2 separate regions of the Mus musculus genome follow, and region 2 is linked to region 1. Evidence: chromatin contacts called from public HiChIP or PLAC-seq data. All regions are on one chromosome and are shown on one strand. Each heading gives the region's core, a stretch centred on a gene start, on an enhancer-like site or on the middle of the called end of the contact. The rest is flanking DNA. Distances are from core to core; before and after follow the strand shown. Region 1 holds the start of Relch (RAB11 binding and LisH domain, coiled-coil and HEAT repeat containing). Region 2 overlaps Relch (RAB11 binding and LisH domain, coiled-coil and HEAT repeat containing).

Region 1 (3,580 bases), core at 216-2,715:
ACCAACCAAAGAAAGCATTTCAGAGCCTCATTCAAATGAAATTTTAGTTTCCTGTGAGACTGATTAAACTGAAATTAAAACCTACACTTAACTGCTGGGATACTTTACATGTAAACCGGTAACCAGACCTGAGGTCATATAACAATGCTCTATTTTTATTTTCCACAAAGATAAAGGAGATACTTCATTATATATATCAGAGCAGATGGTTAGCACTGTTGGCTATTTATTTTGTTGTCTGTTAGGACCTGGTGTTAATAAGAACTTAATTCTAAAACCAGGAAAAAGTGGCATTCTATGTTTAACAAAATAGAAGATATGAGGGCTAGGAGTCTAATAGCGACAGGGAAACTTCTTATCACCTCAAACTACAATCAAGGAATAGCATAAAGGATAAATGATATTCCAAACCTACGAGTATAGTTATGTGCTAAATGTTTCATAAAGGCCATCAAATCTCTCTACAGAGTACAATTTTTTAAATCGCTAAAATTTGATTGATCCATAAAGAAAACCTCGATTCTAGCCTAAATGGACTTAGCAAGGTTTCAGGGGATTGTGGAAAAGAATGGTTTTGGACAAAAGATAGGTGATACTTGTTCCAACGAATGTGTCCTAGTGCAGTGGACATGACCAGGCCACTGAAGCGGCCCAGACAACTTAGTTGTACTGAAGAGATAGCGCTGATAGTTTGAAAAGTTCCTTTGATGTAAAGTGTATGTTAATTTCCATGGGTTTACATATTACTTAGTTTGTCGTCCAAGACCAGGCTGTTCACAGATGAGTGTAAAGGCATCTCGAAACTCAAATGTTGCAACTTCCGTCCAGGCTCTATCTGCACCCTTCAGCTTTCTAAGTCCTATTCCCGGACGGAGGGGGCGGGAAGGCGCCCTCCTTAACCACAAGGAGGCCATGCCGTCGCCAGATCTCCAGGGGAGAGAGCAGATGGCTGGGAAACTAGGGAAGAGCAAAGAAGCCAGATTCTGACCGCTGCTCAGAGCACTTGCTATCTGGGCGGTGACAGCAAACAGCGACAAAAAACTGAAGCGTGAAGGGAGAAGCGGGCGTGGGAACACCTTAAGTGCAAGGGTCCCGGGACTTTACCTGAGAACTATCCGGCTCAGGCCCAGTCTTGGGAACGGGACCTCCTCAGAACGAAGGCAGGACCCAGGGCGGTGAAAGATGTCGGGAGGGTTCCCTTCAACCCTCAAAAACCACAGCCAAATCGTACCCCTCAGCGACCTCCACCTCTACTGCTCCAGGGAACGCCCCCAACCTGCCCCAGGCCTTCGCTGCTCTCGCGATAACTCTCTGGCCAGGTCCTGTAACTCCAGCCAATCCTCGAGAGCTTGTGGGCGGGGTCTTATGTTTGAGCCTGGAGCGGTTCCTTCGATCTTGCCACTCCAAGGCCAGAGGTGGGTGGGGCTGAGGCGGGGACGGGGCGGGGCGAAGATGGGACCAAGCCAGTTCTCGCGAGACTAGGGACCAGGAAGACGCCTGCAGAGTCGGCTACTGGTGCAGCAGCGGCTGAGACGGGAGGTGCTGCTGCATACCGGGCTCCTGCCTCCCAGTCCGGCCTAGGCTCTAGGTGAGGAGAGGTGCGGTCGGCCTGGGCTGCCTAGGTGGTCGGCGGCTCTCGGGACCTAACGGGGATTCAGGCTGAGGGCCTGTCGGGCCAAGCAGGGAAGCACCCACATTCCTGACAGAATAAGATGGCGGCGATGGCGCCCGGAGGTGGTGGCAGTGGTAGCGGAGTAAATCCTTTCCTCAGTGATTCGGATGAGGACGACGACGAGGTAGCGGCAACCGAGGACCGGCGGGCAGGACTTCGGCTGGGTGCCGGGGTCGGCCTAGATCCTGGTTCTGCAGGCTCCCTGTCGCCACAGGACCCCATGGCCCTGGGAAGCAGCGCGCGGCCGGGGCTCGCTGTGGAGATGTCCGCCGCCCCGGCGGCTCCGGGGGGCAGCGGGGAGACCCCTGCCCGATTGTCAATCGATGCCATCGCCGCTCAGCTGTTGCGCGATCAATACTTGCTGACCGCCCTGGAGCTGCACACCGAGCTGTTGGAGAGCGGCCGCGAGCTACCACGACTGCGCGATTACTTCTCCAATCCTGGCAACTTCGAGAGGCAGAGTGGGACCCCCCCAGGGATGGGGGCGCCCGGGATCCCTGGCGCCTCCATCGTCGGAGGCGCTGGAGGTCGGGAACCGAGTACGACGTCGGGCGGAGGACAGCTCAGTAAGTAGGCGTCGCCTGTCACACCTGCAGATGGGGGATTAGAGTTGGAGTGCAGCTGAAGGGGATTGTGGGCGGGTACTGAGTCTAGGGTCGTCTTGAGAAGGGAGAGTATGTTGAGTGAGATGCGAGGTGTCCTGTGTACTGCAAACAGAAAGATCCTGCTGTAGCTCTTCTTTGCATTGGTTTCCGATCTTTGGCAGGTGTTGTACAGCTCCTGGCTCCCCGTTGGTGTTGGGACCTATAACATCAGGGTTTCCAGTTTATTGAGTATTATGGCACTCTAGAAAGCTTCCTTATTGCCTGGGCATTTTTCTCTAGGCAGTTTTCCTTTTTTCCCCAGGCTGTTGAATCACACTACGAGGAAATAAAATGTTTCTTAGTAATTCTTTGACTCAAGAAAAAGAACAAACAGGAAATGTCAGCCCTCTGTACTGAAGTTCAATCCACTGAAGATCTTTTGTCTTTGCTTTTCCATTATTTTGTATCATTAATATATGCTAATAAAAAGAAGGAAATGAGATGTGTCTGCTTCATAGAATGTTTTCTGTTTGAAATCAGTTTCACTACCCCAATTTCAATAGTATTCCGTATACAGGAAAGCTGTGGAACAAACAGACCAAGGATCTTTTACCAGCTTTCTTTTCAACATAGCACTGGGAAGGATTGTTTTTCTCTGAATAAGTGACTCTCACTTATTTTCTTTTTTTTTCTTTCTTTCTTTTCTTGCTACAATCATTCATTTTTAGCAGAGTAATCACTGGCCTAGTCATTATTTATATATAAGCTTTAATGAGAATTCTCACTGTCATCTTTAAGAGGCATCAAATTTTTCCATACTAATGCTAATACTTTGGTTCTGTGAACCCAACTGGAATTTACTAATAAATAAGCCTGATTGATTTCTAAATGTCTATACTTTTGCATGATACCAGAGGCTTGAAGTTGCTAAAGTTTGATGTCATAACACTGGGAAGGGTGAATTCTCTATCAGAGTAATCCTAAGCACATTTCCTTCTTTTATAATGTCTAAATTATCTAACATTGTCACCTGACAAACTATCTCACTGGGACTCAAATTTTCACTTATTTTATATATATATTACTTTATGTACATCCCAGACTTAGTTGTTTTTGGGGGGGGGGGGGGGAAGATGAGACAGGGTTTCCCTGTATAGCCCTGGCTGTCCTGGAACTCACTTTTGTAGACCAGGCTGGCCTTGAACTCAGAAATCCACCTGCCTCTGCCTCCGCCTCCCAAGTGCTGGGATCAAAGGCGTGCGCCACCACCGCCTGGCCCAGACTTAGTTTTAACCTACATCATAGCCTTTAGGGTTTCTTTGGT
Region 2 (3,718 bases), core at 132-2,631, 65 kb after region 1:
TTCCAATAATTCTAATCATATTATGGTGATATAATATTTACTCATGTAATGGTATGCAGGTGAGCTTTTTGGTCTCTAAATTTAGTTTTTAGGAGGAAATAATTTTAAGTACTTAAAATTATATTGAAATTATTTTCAGAAAAGAAACCAAAGACTATTCTGAAAATACCTGCTGATTTGAATTGATTTTTATCTGTAAAGGCCCTGTTAATTAAATATAATGTGTTTCTAACCATTTCAATATATACCTGTATCAGTAATAAGTATATATTTTATCACTAATTAATCCATAGGTCTTTCTTTTGCATTACTTAGGTAAAACCCCAGTTCCAAGAGATTTTAAGACTCTCTGAAGAAAATATTGGTAAGTATGTCCATTATTACTTTAAAAAAAGTTGAACCTTTTTATTCAGGAAAAATACTATATTCAGTTACTATATTCAGTATCATTAAATTACATACATTTAAAAGAGTAATTGAAAAGGAAAATGTGTATCATGAAGCTCTTAGTCATCCCTCTGAGCCATGTCAGTTATCTTCCCATGGGGTGAATTCTTCCTTCCTCGCTTTAATTTTAAATAACTACTTTGTGACCAAACTGGCCTAAGGCCAAGTTTCTCAAACTAGGTGCTTAATCCTTAGAGTGTGCCCTGGTGTGCTCAGAATACTTCATTCTTAACAAGCAGCATTAATAAATAAGAGTGGAAATGTCATAAAATAACAGTGGAAAGTAATGAAGGTTATGGAAGGTTTTTGTTTTTTAATGAAACAGAAAATTTAAAGAAACTATGGGTCTGTGTGATCAAACCTTGCATTGATCATTTTCACCCATGTGTCTTAGACAGTGCAGGTACAGCATCACTCTAAGCCAATGTCACTGGCCTAAGAAAGTGATCGTGTATACCTCTTGTACCCCGGTGTATTTTTTCAGTTCTAAGAATAAATTATAAAACATATTAAATGGAATATGTAGCAACTTCTATTTCATCAGTCTTGAACACATAGACAATTCTTTGTCTAAAATCTTACCTCAATATTGTGATTAGGTGGTTTATAAAATTTCTGGTGTCCTTAGAAGTAGTTGAAGAATGAATAAAATGTCAATGACATGTGCAAAGTACAGGTATTTTATTATTTTGTTTTGTTTTGAAGGAAGCAGAGTTTAAGAAATACTTCCCAAAATTTACAGTCTCAGTTGGGGTTTCTATTGCTGAAACCAATCACCATAACCAAAAAGCAAGTTGGGGAGAAAGGGTTTATTTGGCTTCTACTTCTGTAGTGCTGTTCATCATTAAAGGAAATCAGGACAAGAACTCAAATAGGACAGGATCCTAGAGGCAGGAGCTGATGCAGGGGCCATGGAAGGATGTTGCTTACAGGCTAGCTTCACATTATAGGACCCAGAACCACCAACCCAGGGAAGGCACCACCCACCATGGGCTGGCCCATCTCCCATTGATCATTAATTGAGAAAATGCCTTATAGCTGGATCTCATGGAGACATTTTCTCAACTGAGGCTCCTTTGTCTCTGATGACTCTAGCTTGTGTCAAGTTAACACAAAACCAACCAGCCAATACAGTTAGTTACTTTTAGTAGCTTTTTTTAAAGAGTTGATATTTAGAATGCCTAATTGTTGATGCTTAAGTTGGTTACTAATTCTGATGATGAGTTAGTGAAGAAAAAATTAATTACTGAGAATTGACAGCTTTTAAAATCAAGTTAGCTGTGAATATGTAGCCTCCCCTCCCCCAGCCTTAATGGTTCCACTGTTTACACCTGGGTGGAGCTTACCGGCTCAATCGTTCTGCCACGCCCACTGCTGGAACCTGTCGCTTTACTGTTCGGAGCGGTACACGCGGTCACCCTGCTATTGGACTCCAAGATTAATTGGCGGGAATCGGGTCCCTCCCCCTTCCTTTATAATGGAGTGCCGGAATAGTAAAAATTGAACCTTGAGCAGAGACCTTTGTCTTGGTTCCTTCCTTATCTCGCGCAGCCTAGCCCCTCTTCTCTTCCAGGTTTCCAAAATGCCTTTCCAGGCTAGAACCCAACCCTATGATCTGCTGGCCAGACACAACATGAATAGTTGATTGTTCAGAATGAAAATGATCATTAACCCCATTTTTAAAGTCAGGATTGCTAAATGCCACTTACTCCAGCCCAGATTTAATCTTCTACTACCACTGTCATGTTCAGCTGACACCAATATCCTCCCATGAAAAAGTTAGCTTTACCAGCAAAATAAACTTTAAATGCTAACTAATGGGAAACCTGTTTTGTTGTTGAAATCATATGAATTGTTAAATCAACTCAATTTCTTTATGTATGGCTCTGGAACTAAATAAACTATAAAAATAGAGGTACAGTAACAACATCAAAAAGAAATTTAAGAACATAGAAACTAAAACAAGTGTGTAAACGAATTAAATAATTTACCTCATTGTCATGTCTGAAAGTTTTCTTTTTTTTTTAAGATTTATTTATTGTTATATGTAAGTACACTGTAGCTGTCTTCAGACACCAGAAGAGGACATCAGATCTCATTATGGATGGTTGTGAGCCACCATGTGGTTGCTGGGATTTGAACTCAGAACCTTTGGAAGAGCAGTCAGTGCTCTTAACCACTGAACCATCTCATCAGCCCTGGAAGTTTTCTTTTTAAGTCTCACTTTATTTATAGACAACGACTCTTAGAGAGTGGTCATATGTCACACAGTCATGGTTGGAATCTCTTGCTTTTCTTTCTTTTCATTTATGTAATCTAATTCCTCCTCCATGAACATTAACAGGGCACTGTCTGGCCAAAAACCTACAGTACATATAGTTGAGGCCTTTGGAAACTAGAATCCCCGAGATAAAACAAGCTAAAAAATGTATATCTGGGTACTACTTTTAGTTAAGTGCCTTTATGTTTTACAAAATGCTACAACCTAAAAGCATACATATTTACCAAGACCTGGCTATATAGGTGCTTGAGAGACTCTTAAAGAAAGGTTTTGGGGGCTAGAGAGATGGCTCAGCAGTTAAGAGCACTGACTGCTCTTCTGAAGGTCTGGAGTTCAAATCCCAGCAACTACATGGTGGCTCAAAACCATTCATAATGAGATATGATGCCCTCTTCTGTTGTGTCTGAAAACAGCTACAGTGTACTTACATATAATAATAAATAAATTTTTGGACCAGAGTAAGCAGAAGTCCTGAGTTCAATTCTCAGAAACCACATGATGGCTCACAACCATCTGTACAGCTACAATGTACTCATATACATAAAATAAATAAATCTTTTAAAAAAATAAAAGTTTAAAAAAGGAAAGTAAGTTTTTGGTTTTTTATTCTAGAAACAGGAGTCTATCCCAATTTGGCTATTAAGTTCACTTTCCATCTATTAGAAGTGTGTGTGTGCTAATGCCACTTCAGAAGTATTAAGTTGTGGTTAACAACACAGAATGTTGTCTTCACCAAAATGCTTCCCAAAAGAATCTTGTAAATAGTTGTGCTTTTAAATACAATTGTGATTTTCTGTCTTTACACTTAAAGTATACTAGAACTTTTAAAAATATTTTAATAATTTTAGATTCCTCAGCAGGAAATGGGGTCCTCACTAAAGCTACTGTCCCCATTTATGCAACAGGAGTCCTCACGTGTTACATTCAGGTAAGAGAAGAAACAGTCTTTCTCCCCAGTGAAGGTGATTTCTCATTAGACAGTACCTGATG

The links. HiChIP or PLAC-seq counts read pairs in DNA pulled down with a chosen protein or histone mark.
Region 2: a contact with region 1 is called in an H3K27ac HiChIP or PLAC-seq map of embryonic stem cells, with 6 read pairs. The contact joins the enhancer-like site here to the promoter of Relch in region 1. A contact is called at or near these places in 5 of 39 promoter capture datasets (the C10 cell line, embryonic stem cells, liver and 2 more), 1 of 15 datasets of contacts at CTCF or cohesin (the NIH/3T3 cell line), 5 of 484 Hi-C or Micro-C datasets (the G1E-ER4 cell line, bone marrow-derived macrophages, centroblasts and 2 more), 8 of 115 datasets of contacts at active chromatin or transcription factors (CD8 T cells, the SCID.adh cell line, bone marrow-derived macrophages and 3 more) and 4 of 9 other capture datasets (adipose tissue, liver, macrophages and 1 more).

The regions. Positions count from the first base shown.
Region 1 is chr1:105,662,396-105,665,975 of GRCm38.p6, forward strand. Relch (RAB11 binding and LisH domain, coiled-coil and HEAT repeat containing) reads left to right here and starts at 1,466. Exons shown (of 29, transcript NM_173187.4): 1 at 1,466-2,238. The coding sequence starts at 1,713. Pign (phosphatidylinositol glycan anchor biosynthesis, class N) reads right to left here and starts at 1,281. Exons shown (of 31, transcript NM_013784.3): 1 at 1,105-1,281.
Region 2 is chr1:105,727,625-105,731,342 of GRCm38.p6, forward strand. Relch (RAB11 binding and LisH domain, coiled-coil and HEAT repeat containing) reads left to right here. Exons shown (of 29, transcript NM_173187.4): 19 at 316-364; 20 at 3,577-3,656. Among named protein-coding and RNA genes, the nearest start is that of Tnfrsf11a, 51 kb to the right of the region's middle. Within about 2 kb of position 1,382, at least 3 of the 459 cell types and tissues checked have an H3K27ac peak or open chromatin away from gene starts, as enhancers often do. A contact at or near this core is called in embryonic stem cells, where this site is marked.